Linked DNA regions of Sus scrofa: region 1 is linked to region 2. A link is a contact called in public HiChIP or PLAC-seq data. All regions are on one chromosome and are shown on one strand. The core of a region is the stretch at or near the end of the contact, and the rest is flanking DNA. Distances in the headings are between cores, read along the strand shown.

Evidence for each region. HiChIP or PLAC-seq counts read pairs in DNA pulled down with a chosen protein or histone mark.
Region 1: an H3K27ac HiChIP or PLAC-seq map of alveolar macrophages shows a contact between it and region 2. The contact joins the promoter of GSG1 here to the enhancer-like site in region 2. A contact is called at or near these places in 7 of 47 Hi-C or Micro-C datasets (embryonic fibroblasts, heart right ventricle, omental adipose tissue and 3 more) and 2 of 2 datasets of contacts at active chromatin or transcription factors (alveolar macrophages and skeletal muscle).

The regions. Positions count from the first base shown.
Region 1 is chr5:59,384,691-59,392,586 of Sscrofa11.1, forward strand. It overlaps GSG1 (germ cell-specific gene 1 protein), which reads left to right and starts at 6,379. Exons shown (of 6, transcript XM_013997823.2): 1 at 6,379-7,038. The coding sequence starts at 6,991.
Region 2 is chr5:59,336,263-59,343,047 of Sscrofa11.1, forward strand. No RefSeq gene overlaps it. Among named protein-coding and RNA genes, the nearest start is that of GSG1, 51 kb to the right of the region's middle. Within about 2 kb of position 4,404, at least 8 of the 83 cell types and tissues checked have an H3K27ac peak or open chromatin away from gene starts, as enhancers often do. A contact at or near this core is called in alveolar macrophages and retroperitoneal adipose tissue, where this site is marked.

The sequences.
Region 1 (7,896 bases), core at 5,129-7,628, 50 kb after region 2:
GGACTCTCTCAAAGCCCAGTGATACCAGAGATGGTTGGAACCTTGAGGGGACTTTCTTGAGCACTTATCCTCTTAAAACTAGCAGTTAAGATGGAATCGCTGATGACATAGCCAACTGTCAATTCCACTGGAATTCCCCTCCACAAGCCCCGCCATTCTCCTCCATGGGGATTCACCTGCTCTGAACTTCTGCCATGTTTGTTAATCACCCCTTGTAAGTTGGGCAAAATATATGTCCAGGCCATGGTTGCACAGAACTCCCCTTAGAACTGTGATCCTGTGGTAAGTTATCATAAAGTCATGAGTCATTCGTGTTTTTTTTTTTTTTTTTTTTTTTTTTTAGGGCCGCTCCCACAGCATATGGAGAGTCCCAGGCTAAGGGTCTAATCAGAGGTACAGCTGCCAGCCTACACCAGAGCCACAGCAACACCAGATCCAAGCCGCATCTGTGACCTACACCACAGCTCACAGCAATGCCAGATCCTTAACCCACTGAGTAACACCAGGGATCAAACCCAAAACCTCATGGTTCCTAGTCAGATTCGTTTCCGATGCACCACAATGGAAACTTCGTGAGTCATTATTCGTAAAGTTACATCCTCAAGGTCATGCTCATCAGTAAACTAACATTATTATTATTATTATTATTATTGTTATTTGTCTTTTTTCCTTTTCTAGGGCCACTCCCACGGCATATGCAGTTCCCCGTGGAGTTCCCAGGCTAGGGGTCGAATCAGAGCTGTAGCCACCGGCCTACATCAGAGCCACTACACTGTAGCCACGAGGCTCAGTGGGATCTGGGCCGCGTCTGCGACCTACACCACAGCTCACAGCAACACCGGATCCTTAACCCACTGAGCAAGGCCAGGGATTGAACCCAAAAGCTCGTGGTTCCTAGTCGGATTCATTAACCACTGTGCCACGAGGGGAGCTCCAGTAAACTAACATTATTAAACCTACCTGGCTGCATTATGGGGATGAAACAAGACAATGAACAAAATGAATGACGAAGCATTCAAGTATATTCAATTTTATTAAGGAGAGTTTGACTAAGTTGCTGCAACTGGATTTTTAAAAATATTCTGAAGTAGACCCTTTCTCAGCCAAACAATTATTTCAGAAAGAAAAAGACAGGAGGTAGAATTATTCATACAGTCAATTTGGACTGCATTGCACCAGAGGTGTCTGGATGGAGCAGGGAGAGAAGGCAAGGTTGGGAACCACCTATCTTTACGTATTAGAGGGAGGAAGGGCTTGCACGAAAAGGTTGTATTTTTCAGACCTTTGCTCCTTTACTCCCAGTATCCCTACGTGGTCTCCTTTCCTATGTTACAAATTCAAAGCAGTAAGGCTCGGCGAGGACACACCTTCCAGAAAGAATGTGTATGGGAGTTGAAGTCTTTTCCACCAGAGTTTAGGAGTCTCCAGATACTTTTAGTATTGGGAATGCAACAGAAGAAATATTTTTTTTTTTCTTTTTAGGGCCACACCTGGGGCATATGGAGGTTCCCAGGATAGGGAGTCAAATCAGAGTTACAGCTGCCAGCCTACACCACAGCCACAGCCACACAGGATCCGAGCCGTGTCTGAAACCTACCCCACTGCTCATGGGCAACGCTGGATCCTTTAGTCCACTGAGCGGGGCCAGGGATGGAACCCGCATCCTCATGGATACTAGTCGGGTTCGTTACCACTAAGCCACAGCAGGAACTCCAGAAATAATTTTAAATTCATGAATTCACACCATTGCCTCTAATTCCAACCCACCCCCATAGGGATCCCTCTTGCCTTCCCTTTTCCAAAACTTGATGCTCCTGTCCCGTGTGGGAATTCTCACTCCCCAAAGTGCTAACACATGTCTTCATTTGCCCAATGTCACAAGACATCTAGAATAGTTTCAAAATTGCTTGACACATTTTACCACGAGATGAATAAGAATATACGCTGATGTTGTGGCCCGGGTCACTGCTGTGGTGTGGGGTCAGTGCCTGGCCTGGGAAATGTCCCATGCCATGAGTGCAGCAAAAAAAAAAAAAAAAAAAAAAAAAAAAAAAAAGAACATACACATGAATTACTTAGATTTGTTCTTTCTTTTGCTTTTTCCCCTCCCGTGTGGCTGAAATACAGTTGGATTCATTCGTTTCAGTTTGGTTTCCGTTTTAGATTTTTCTTTCCCTTCCCATTGTGTTTGCACTTCATTTTTTAATATGCAGAGATTAGCATGCTTCCAAAAGTCAAACTATACAAAAAATATTCACAGAGAAGTCCTACTCCCTCTTGATTCACTTCCATCCCCTCCCTCCAGTAAGTAATCAAGACTATTGTTTTCTGATTTATCTTTCCTGTGTTTCTTTTAGTAACAATAAGATATATGGATGTTTTATTTCCTTTCCCCTTTTACATGAAAGAAGCCATACTAAATATTCTCTTTTGTACTTTGAATTTTTTCAGTTAGTATCTCCTGGAAATCATTTGATATTAGTTCAGAGAAATCTCCCTTATTTTGTTTTTCTGTGGGTTTTTTTGGGGGAAGGTCACACCCACAGCATATGGAGGTTCCCCGGCTGGGGGTCAAATTGAAGCTGTAGCTGCTGGTCTATGCCACAGCCACAGTAATGCCAGATCCAAGCCTTGTCTGTGACCTACATCACAGCTCAGGGCAACGCTGGATCCTTTTTTTTTTTTTTTTTTTTTTTTTTTGTCTTTTTGCCATTTCTTGGGCCACTCCTGCAGCATATGGAGGTTCCCAGGCTAGGGTTCGAATTGGAGCTGTAGCCACCGGCCTATGCTAGAGCCACAGCAACTTGGGATCTGAGCCGTGTCTGCAACCTACACCACAGTTCAACGCCGGATCCTTAACCCACCGAGCAAGGCCAGGGATCGAACCTGCATCCTCATGGATGCTAGTCAGATTCATTTCCGCTGAGCCACAACGGGAACTCCTTTTGTTATTTTTTTTAAAACAGCAGCACAGTACTGCATTGTGTATACATACCATATTTTATTCAACCCATCTCTTATACTTGGAGATTTGGGTAGTTTCCAATATTTTACAATTACCAATAATGCTGCAGTGAATAGCTTCGTGCACATATATTTTCATGTCATTGGAGGAGCACCTTCAGAATTAATTCCTAGAAGTTGGACTTCTGTGGTCAAAGGATGAAAGCATGTGTCATTCTGTTAAATTCTGCCAATTCTGCTCCATGGAGGTGGCACCCCCATGGAGGGATCCCCACCAGCAGTGAATGGAAGGACCTGTTTCCCCACGGCCTCCTCCACAGAGTACACAACACGGTCAAGCTTTTGAGCTTTGCCAATTTGATGGATAATAAGTGATTTCACTGTAGTTTTAATCTGCTTTACTCTTACTCTAAACGAGTAAACTCCAAATGAACTAGAGATCTGAACATTAAAAAAAAATGAAATTATACAGGTACTAAAAGAAAGCATGAGTTTATTCTTGTATAGGATATAGATATTGATACAATTTAAACATTTTTCTAAATGGCGCTCAGTTTGTCCCAACACCCTTTGTTTAAAAGGGTCATCTTTGGAGTTCCCGTCATGGCGCAGTGGAAACGAATCCGACTAGGAATGATGAGGTTGTGGGTTCAATCCCTGGCCTTGCTCAGTGGGTTAAGGATCTGGTGTTGCTGTGAGCTGTGGTGTAGGTTGCAGACTCGGCTTGGATCCAACGTTGCTGTGGCTCTGGTGTAGGCTGGCAGCTACAGCTCCGATTAGACCCCTAGCCTGGGAACCTCCATATGCCATGGGTGCAACAGTGAAAAGACTAAATAAATAAATAAATAAAAATGTCTTTGCCCCCAGTGATTACAGATATCTTCCTAGTCAGATACTGCATGTCTACCCATAGCTAAGTTTATTTCTGGACTTTCTCTTCTATTTCACTGGTCTGTCTAGCCATGCACCAGTCAGTACCACATTATTTTATAATAGAGGCTTGGTAGCATGCTTCATATCTGTTAGGACTGACTAGTCCCCCTCAGAGTTCTTTCTTTCCAGTGTTTTCCTAGCTAGTCTTGTGCATTTGTTTTTCCATAGGAACTTTATTTTATTGGACTATAGTTGACTTAAAATGTTGTGTTAGTGTCAGGTGTTCAGCAGAGTAAATCAGTTATACCTATAAATACATCCATTCTTTTTTTCCCATACAGGTTATTGCAAAGTATTGCGACACCGAGATTTTAACATCAACCTATCTTGCTCTTTTTTATTTATTTTTTCTTTTTTGGCTGCCCCGAGCCATATGGACTTCCCAAGCCAGGCATCAGATTTGAGCTGCAGTTTCGACCTATGCCACAGTAGCAACATGGGATCCTTTAGCCCATTGTGCTGGCCAGGCATCAAACCTGTGTCCTGGAGCTGCACAGACTCCACCAATCCTGTTGCACCACAGACCACAGTGGGAACTCCTATCTTGCTCTTTTTCAATGCTCTTTTACATTTCTATTGGGGTTCCGTTAAATTTATAAATTAACTTAGGGAGAACTGACATCATTTTTTTTTTTTTAAATGGCCTCACCTGCGGCGTATGGAAATTTCTGGATCAGGGATCAAATCTGTAAACTAACCACCACAGCTGCAGCAATGCTGGATCCTCAACCCATCGTGCCAGTCTGGGGCTCAAACCCGTGCCACTGCAGTAGGATTCTTTTTTTTTTTTTTTTTTTTTTTCAGTAGGATTCTTAACCCACTGTGCCACAGCAGGAACTCCAGAACTGCCATCTTGATCAACTTGAGATGTGCCAAGAACTAGGCATGTTATTCGTTTTGTTCATTACTGATATGTTTAGATCTGCTATTCTCTCTTGAAGATTTACTTAGGTATCTTAGCTCATTAAATAAAATAATAGTATTTATTGAGCAGCTATTACACCCTCAGCACTACATGAAGCATAATAGAAATAAAGAGGTAGGTTCTGTCCTCCAGAAGCTCAGAATTTCCTGAGAGTGAAAGGCTAGCACATCTGAAGCAAAGCAAGCTGTGCAAAAGCCCCTGGAAAGAAGCTCCCCAGCAGTGCAGCAGGACCATCCCTGCTATGTGAGCTCAGAGGGAAGGGAGAGACATGAGGGCTAAAATTTGGGCTGAAACAAGGCTGAAATCATGCCCTGAAGGTCGTGTAGGATTTAGGTGGGATGACAAGAGCAAGGAGTTCCAGCACGGAGGTGAACTGAGCGTGACGCCTCACAGGGCAGAAGGCACCCAGCCAGACCCTTGGCTGGAAAACTCTCTTCAAGCTTCAGAGTTACATCTGTGTTAACAGCCCCCAAATCCTCATCACGTACTTATTAAAATAATATTAGTGAGGCGTTCCCGTGGTGGTGCAGTGGTTAACGAATCTGACTAGAAACCATGAGGTTGCAGGTTCGATCCCTGGCCTTGCTCCGTGGGTTAAGGATCCGGCATTGCCATGAGCTGTGGTGTAGGTCACAGACTCGGCTTGGATCCCAAGTTGCTGTGGCTCTGGTGTAGGCTGGCAGCTACAGCTCCAATTCAACCCCTGGCCTGGGAACTCTATGTACTGCGGAGCGCCTCTAGAAAAGGCAAAAAGACAAAAATAATAATATTAGTGAACATCTAATGTTTCCAGATACTAGTCCTTTTAGAGTGGTAATTTCTGTACATCACTACCTTTTCTGGGCATGTCTAGAGGTGAGTTGTCCAGAGCCACAAGCAGCTACCCAGGCACTGGATTTCTAATTTTATTTCATTTTAATTTAAATTTTAAATGAGGAGTTCCCATCGTGGCACAGTGTAAACCAATCCAACTAGGAACCATGAGGTTGTAGGTTCGATCCCTGGCCTCACTCAGTGAGGTAAGGATCCGGTGTTGCCATGAGCTGTGGTGTAGGTCGCAGACACAGCTCGGATCCTGCGTTGCTGTGGCTCTGGCGTAGGCTGGTGGCTACAGCTCCAATTCGACCTCTAGCCTGGGAATCTCCACATGCCGAGGGAAGCGGCCCTAGAAAAGGCAAAAAGACAAAAAAATAAATAAATAAATTTTAAATGAGATCAACAAGGTCCTACTGCATAGCACAGGGAAATATATTCACTATCCTGTGATAAATCATGATGAAAAAGAATGTATGTATAGGAGTTCCCGTCATGGCACAGCGGAAACGAATCCGTCTAGGAACCATGAGGTTTTGGGTTCGATCCCTGGCCTCCCTCAGTGGGTTATGCCTCTGGCATTGCCATGAGCTGCGGTGTAGGTCACAGACGCAGCTCGGATCCTGCATTGCTGGAGCTGTGGTGTAGACTGGCAGCTGTAGCTCCGATTGGACCCCTAGCCTGGGAACCTCCATATGCCGTGGGTGTGGCCCTAAAAAAGGAAAGAAAAAAAAAACTATATGTATAACTGAACCATTTTGCTGTACAGCAGAAAATAACACAACATTGTAAACTAACTATACTTCAATACAATTTTTAAAAAGAAAAAGAAAAGCAGTGTAAATGATTGTTCCCCTGAATCCACCTTTATGGTTTGGGAGAGGACTGCATTTTACTTTCACTATAGGAATGCATTTCATTGCTGTCTTGCAGTATTTGGGTCCTTGGTCAGTACCACATGGGAGCCATCCCTGACATTCAGAGTTTGACCATTTACTAGACGCCCGAGTGACTCTGATGCTGATCTGGGTGACAAAGAAGACATCCTGGCCTCCAGTAACCCCAGTGTGGCCCCCCCATCCTAGTGGCAGGGGGTGGGGGCAGACGGAGCTGCAGGGAGAGACCCCCTGCCTCCCACTATGATGTCACAGAGGCAGCCTTCCGTGTCAGCCAGCCCCACCTACACAGGTGTCCTAGCCACAGGACATCCTCTCCAGCCCACCTCACACCACCTGAACCCTCTGCTGGCAAGAGGGGCCCTGATTCATCTTCACACCAGATACTCATCCCACGCAACTGATTAAGACAGAGCAGTGAGACACTGAAACCTCCTTGCCTCAGGATTTCGAACGTGAATGAGCAGTTCCTCTCAGCTGACTCAAAATGTTCGTCTCACCCCGAAGGTAGGTACCTTGATTTCTGCAATCTCATGTGTAGTAGCCTTAATGCTAGATTTGTAATACCTGTTATACAAATCCATCAATTTATTTCTCATACACAAGGGAAGGAGCTTGAGAACACGCTGTAGGATTATCTGGAAAATGGAATAAAAATTTGTTACTCAAGCCCAGATTTTATTGATAAACCTGGTGATATCCCTACCTTGATCTCTTGTGTTGTTTTGTTTTTTATCATCTTCCATGGAAACTTGCAATTCTTTCTCCTTTGCCTCTTCATCTGTCTTTCCTTCTCTGTTCCCAGGGCAGTTTAGAGTTCTCTAGCTCTTCTTTTTGATTCACCAGTTGAATGATTCACGTTACAAAATCTGGTCCCTGGGAGAAGGCCCCATGGTGACAGCAATAATGAGAATTTGTATCATTCTAGTGAACTGAAAGAGAGTAGCAAGGCTGCCCCTACTGAAAACCAGCTCCCATCTGAAATCTGCTGAAACTAAGGACAACAGCATGGCCTTAATTCTTCCTGGTCTCAGAGACTCCAGAAGAATCTGCAGAGGTCCTTCCAGACCCAGTTAGACCCTCGCAGCCTGCAAAGACATTTTGGCTTGTTTTGGGCAGAACCCATCTCTGGAAGTGACTTGCCTTCCATTTTGAGAAACTTAGGAGCTACCAACTTTCAGCTCACAAGGTTACTAAAAAAAGGCAAATGTCATTCCTTCTCCTTTATCTTGCCTTTCTAAAGAGAGAAACAAAACAAAACAAAAACAACAACAAAAAAAATCGAAGCTTTACAAATAACCAGAGAGATCACACACACAGAGCAATCAGTTGTGCTGCTCATGGGCTGGAAGTCAGGGCTCTCAG
Region 2 (6,785 bases), core at 3,154-5,653:
GACTATGGAGTTGCCAGATGTTGGGTGGGGATGGGATGAGGTCCTCATTCAGATTCAGACCAAGGGCAGGAGTTTGAGGATGGCCCTTCTGCTGATTTGAATACATACCTTACCAAATACTAAGAAGTTACTACTCCCAGAAAAGAAGAGGCGGTCTTTTCCAACCCCCCACTCTCCTTGGATGATGAAACTGTAGCCCACCTACTCCTGGAGCAGAACCTCCTGGCCTGCCACTTGCATCCCTCACAAGGGTCCTATCCTAATAAATCTGTTTCTTGCCTATCACTTTGTCTCTCTCTGAATTCCTTCTGCCCAGAGGCATGAAGAACCTGAACCTCAGTGAGTCCAGACACCGGGTGAGTGATTTTAATTGAAAACTGTGGGTTCAAGTCCCAATCTGGCTTTAGGCTGGGTTCGAGTCCCGGCATATGGGTTCAAGTCTCGATCTGTGTTCTGGCTGGGTTCAAGCCATTAGTGCTGTCAGTTTCATGTTCATTAAAACTCCACTGGTGTTTTTACTCATTATGGACCAATCACAGCATGGAGCTGACACTGTGCTAGGAACACACCAGTTTGGAGCTTTCCTGGCTTCCTTCCAAGGCCCTGGAACCCCAGCCTACATCCTACAGGGCCACCCTCTAATTCTCTTCCCTTTACTAAGGTCCTTTTGAAGGTGATTAATTTGAGTTTAGGCTTAGTAATCTCTCTTACAATGTAAATATGGCTTCTGGGAGGAGCACCCTCTTATCTCGATCATTCTGGAAGTGAATGAGATTATCAGACTTATAGCAGAGTGTGGATAAATATAACAGATTTTGAAAGCCCGTGATTTATTAGCCATTACTTAAGGGCTATGGACTATGGGAACCCCTCAAGACGTGGTACAGCAGACGTTGCCTTGGATTGGGACAAAGGGAAAGAGAGACTGGTTATGACAGAGCTAAGGAGGACCTGAGGGTAGATGGCTAGAGGGATGTGAGGAAATGGAGAACAAGGGAAGGGGACAGGTCCAAGAATAGGGAAGGACCCTGGAAAGAAACTGGACTCACTGACATATTTATACGGGTCTGGGCTGGCCCCACCCTGTCCTTCCTCCTCTCCGCCCACCACGACTCCTCCACTCCACTTGAACTGCTGCTTCCTCCTCTTCCTCCTCTTTCCCTCCTGTGTCCTTAGTCCCCATTCAGTATATGTATTGTGTAGGTGACAGGAAATTCATGTTCACCAGAGCTAAAAACATGCCAGCTACCTCTATGCAGCATGCAAATAGCTGAGAGTCTGGGAGACATTTAAGGGCATCCATGCTGATATTCTCCAGACACCTAGAGGGCTAGGGTGGTAGGAGATGGTGGTGACCCCTCCTTTCCCTGGCATTTAAATAAGGCCAGTGCTAAAAATATCCCACAGATGTGGGGCTTAATGACCCTCTGGAGGCTCCCCCGACAGATGTGGCCTGATTCTCTGAGGCACAGGCCTCTTTGTTAAGAAGAAGAGGAGAGAAGCAAGGGTGTGTTCACTCTCTGATCACAAGTACAGTGCTGGTTTCTTGCTTGTGGGATTTGTGGCAGAGGCTGTGATAGGTGTGGGACTTCAAGGCTCCTTCAAGGAGCTAGAACTCAAAGCCTCTGAGCAAGACAAGAATTACCAGACCCTTATCATCATCCCAGCCTTCTCGTTGTAATGCCCCTCTGCAACCATGAGCAACCCGGCCTACTCCTTCCTACCCTCTACTAGAAAAGTTATGTGGCCTACTCTTCATCCCACCCTTATAGGGGCATTATACTCCCCCAACAAACCAGCAAGTGTATCCTAAGACCTCTCTTTCCCCAACCAGTCAGCAGGTCAGGTCTGCTTTCTCCCTTTTCCCTGGGCTATAAAAACAGATAAGACCAAGTGCCCTGGGCTGACTCTCCATGATTATCAGGAAGTCATCCCATGCACTATCAGTGTTTCTTATCTCAATAAACTCTTCTTTCTCTTCACCCAACTAGGCTGGAAAATTCTTTTTCCAACCTGCGTGCACAGACCACAACAATGGGGGCAGAGGAAAATAGTCACATGGATAGTTGTAGAAGTCCCAGTAGGGGACCATACATAGAGAGGGAAACCTAGGGAAATTTGGGAGACCACTGTAAGCTAAAAATCACTCAAGAAACCCTTCAGGAGTTCCCGTCATGGTGCAGTGGTTAACAAATCTGACTAGGAACCATGAGGTTGCGGGTTCGATCCCTGCCCTTGCTCAGTGAGTTAACGATCTGGCGTTGCCGTGAGCTGTGGTGTAGGTTGCAGATGCGGCTCGGATCCTGTGTTGCTGTGGCTCTGGCATAGGCTAGCAGCTGTAGCTCCGATTCGACCCCTAGCCTGGGAACCTCCATATGCCGCGGGAGCGGCCCAAGAAATGGCAAAAAGAAAAAAAAAAAAAAGAAAACCTTCAGAATATCATGGAATAAAGCAGGCTTGCTTAACTATAAACCAGTAAACAAAAAGCATGAGATATGCCTCAGGTGATTAAGTGAAAGAAAACGAGGCCTGCATTCAAGTTCAGCCAAGATCATGATCCTTAGGACAGGAATTTAAGAGAAAGATGGCATTTCAAAGCAGGAGACCCTCATTATATGGAAACCTGAAATGATTCAACATATTTTAGCAAATGTTACCACCTTTCTGCTGATTTGAATATGCACCATCACAGTCCTAGTTTGACCTCATAGGGTCAAATACTCTCTTACCGGAAATGAAGGAGGAGCTAGTGATGTGAGCCTGAAGAACCAGGAAGAAGGTGGTCTTTTCTCCCTCCCCACTTTCCTCGAATTATAAAAATGTAGCCCACCTAATCCTTAGGGCAGAGCCGCCTCACCTGCCTGCTTGTATCTCTTACAAACATCCTACCTTAATAAGTCTATTTCTTGCCTATCACTTTGTCTCTTGCTGAATTCCTTCCATGCTGAGACACAAAGAACCTGAGCCTCAGTAAGTCCAGACATCGGGTGAGTGATTCTAATTAAAAAACTGTGGGTTCATGTTCCGATCTGGGATTAAGCTAGGTTCAAATCAGAGGTGTTTCGATTTCAGCTGCTAGTTACCTACTGCAGTATCTATTCTCACCTTGTCAACTAGAGAAATAACAACATTTCTCAGGCTCCTCCAAGTTCTGACCAATGTGTTATAAGCAGAAGTGATATGTGGCAGCTTCTAGGAAATCTCTCCGTAGGACAGTTGTCGGGTGCCATTCCCCACCTCCCCTTCTTAGTTGTCCCTTTCTTCTTTCTGCTTTTGGGAGTGTGGATGTGATAGCTGGAGCTTGAGCAGCCACCCAGGGCCATGAGATGGAAGTCACATGCAAAGGATAACAGAAGATTAAGACCAAAGTCTGAGTCCTAACACTGTGCATGCTTGTACAACCTTAGAGAGCTGACCCCTAGATTTCTTATATTTGGAAGGAAAATAAATTTCTATTTTATTGAAAACACTTTTATTTAGGTTTCTTTGTTATATTGACCTGATCTAATTCTAATTGATAAAGCCTCCCTCCAGGCTTTAACCAAAACACCTAAGTTATCATGACTGAATTCTAGTGCAGAAATTCCATTGTGATTTCCTTAATGTCTCCAGAGATTTTTTTTTTTTTTTTTTTTTTTTTTTTTGGCCATGCTCAAGTCATACAGAAGTTCCCAGGACAGGGATCTAACCACAGCAGTGACAATGCCAGGTTCTTGACCTGCCAAGTCACCAGGGAACCCCTGAGATTATTATTATTATTATTATTATTATTATTATTATTATTTATTTATTTATTTATTTATTTTGCTTTTTAGGGCTGCTCTTGAGGCATATGGAAGCTCCCAGGTTAGGGGTCAAATTGGAGCTGCAGCTGCCGGCCACAGCCACAGCCACAGCAATGCCAAATCCTTAACCCACTGAGCAAGGCCAGGGAACAAAACTGGATCCTCATGGAGCCTAGTTGGGTTCTTTAACCTCTGAGCCAAGAAGGGAACTCCCTCCAGAGATTCTTAATATGAAACTCACTTCCCTTTCCCTTTCGTTCCATGGTCTCAGAAGATGCTCTTCTCACGGTCTGAATGACAAAGAGGAAAGTGGGGTACCATCTAGGTTCCCATCCAGATCAGACTCTGATCCATTCCCTGAGAGCAGCTGAGCCACAGCCTAACTATGAAATAGGCATGTGAAACCAAGTCACCTACATTTAGGGCTATGAGTGAGCTGAGTAGTGATTCAAAGTCTCCAGATGACCTGGTGATCCCTTAGATGAAAAGAGCCTTAGGAAATAGAAACGCATCCTTTTCAGCTAAAAAACAGAACTCTGTGAGTCATCACTGACGCAGCGGGACCCGGGCACTGAATGGTCTCTCTGGCCATTTCAGGAAGTAGTTAACAGTGGAGGGAAGTGGCCGGTGATGTAAAGGGCGGATAGAGGTGGTGGGCTGCTGCGGAGTGAACACAATGTCCTGACTGCTCTTTCTTGCAGCTCTGCCAGCCATGAGGTGTGTCTTGGTCCCTTCGTAATTTCGCCCTAAGGAACTTCTTTCCCCATCATCTCCACCTTCTCCACTACCATCCTTCCTGCCCTAAACACACACTTGAGATCATTCCCTGAAGAAACTCTGCTCTCCCATAGCTTCAGGCTATCCTCTGTGATCGGAATGTTTTTAACCTCCACTAGTTTGAATGACACCTCCTCAAGGAAGCCTTCCTGGATTTCCTAGGGCAAAGTCAGAACATTGTTCCTCTGTGCTCTCAGAGCCCTCTGTACATTCACACAAATTTCCATCTTAGGGACAATGAAGGACTGTCTCATATGCACATTTAACTTGGCTGCTTTTAGCTGCACATGTTCAGTAAACAGAAAGAGGAAAAAGAAGAGAAAACAAAGGACATCTTTTTATTCCCGCCTCCTGCAAAATATCTCTTAGATTCATAAAATAAAAAAAGGAAGTTCTAGGCGTTCCCATCATGGCTCAGTGGTTAACGAACCCAATTAGTATCCATGAGGATGCGGGTTCGATCCCTGGCCTCTCTCAGCGGGTTAAGGACCTAGCGTTGCTGTGAGCTGTGGTGTAGGTGACAGACGTGGCTTGGATCCTGAGCTATTGTGGTGTAGACCCGCAGCTGCAGCTCTGACTGGACCCTAAGCCTGGGAACCTCCAAATGCCTTGGGTGTGGCCTAAAAAGACAAAAGAAAAAAAGGGAAGTTCTAGCTGAAATGCAAAGAAAAATGAAGGAAGTTTTTTAGCGTTGATTTCAGGGATTTTTGTGGGGGCGATTTTCTCTTTGTCATTTCACTTTATATGCTGACTCTGGGCTAAATCTCTGCACAAGATGTGACTCTTCCACACAGCATCATGTGGTAGCATCTCTGACTGTCCCCAGACAGACCACTCCGGGCTGTGAGCTTCTGAAGGGTGGCAACTTCTGTTATTCCTTTTAAGGTCTCCTGGGCTTAGCAGTGTCTCGTAGACAGTTGTGCTCAATAAATGCTTGTTGAGGAGTTCCCAGTGTGTCTCAGTGGTTAACGAATCTGACTAGGAACCATGAGGTTATGGGTTCGATCCCTGGCCTTGCTCAGTGGGTTAAGGATCCGGCGTTGCCGTGAGCTGTGGTGTAGGTCACAGACTCCACTCGGATCCCATGTTTCTGTGGCTCTGGCTTAGGCATGTGGCTACAGCTCCAATTAGACCCCTAGCCTGGGAACCTCCATATGCCGCAGGAGCGGCTCTAGAAAAAGCAAAAAGACAAAAAAAAAAAAAAAAAAAAAAGTTTGTTGAAAGAAAAATTGAAGGATTCCAGCATTTCCCACTGGCTACACCATAGTTAGGATCTAAGAGAAACCCTTTCACCCCATTAGCTCTCCATCACCCTTTCCAAACTGTCATCCAGTCCCTTCTTTGAATACATCTGAACATGAGCTATTCACCTTCCAAAGCACCACACGTCCCTGCTTTATTAGCCAATGTCTGACAAGGTCCAGTTGTCAGGAAAGGAGGACCAGTGTCCAGGGTGCTGATCATGGCACCACGAGCGATGGGAGTTTCATTACCTGAATCCTGCTGCTGCCGCCACCGCCAGTGGAATTCACTCCAGGGGTCAGAAGCCTCACCTTACAGAGCTCACATCCCTGGCTTTCAGCTTTCAGGGTTGGAGGAGTTGAGGATCCATTCCTTCCTCAACTGTGATCTGAAATCTGCCTTTAACATCTCAGTTATCTAGAGACCAGCCTTTGAGTATCCTCAGAATGGCTATGATCCTGGAAGTAACAAGATTTTTGGGTGGATAAATCAACTCTTGATCACCCATCATAAGAGATCAAAGAGAGACCAGGGCCTGAAGGTGACCTGACACCTGCTTGGCTGAACCAAGAAGAAAATGAGCTCCAGTTGCTGAGGGTTCCAAGGACACTGTGTCTTTGGCGAGGAGCGAATAAAGCTGTCTTGACGTGGGTTGGGGGAGTTCCCGTTGTGGCTCAATGGATTAAGATTCCTACTAGTATCCATGAGGATGCAGGTTCTATTCCCGGCCTCGCTCAGTGAGTTAAAAGTTCTGACATTGCCATGAGCTGTAGGGTAGGTCACAGATACAGCTCGCATCCTGCATGGCTGTGGTTGTGGTGTGGCAGAAACTGGAGCTCCCATTCCGCCCCTAGCCTGGGAACTTCCATGTGCACCCTAAAAAAGCAAAACAAACAAACAAAAAAACCAAAAACAAACAAAACCTAGTGGGTTTGTTGGTTTGTTTTTCCATTTCTTTCTCTTCTCTATGTCCTTTTACAA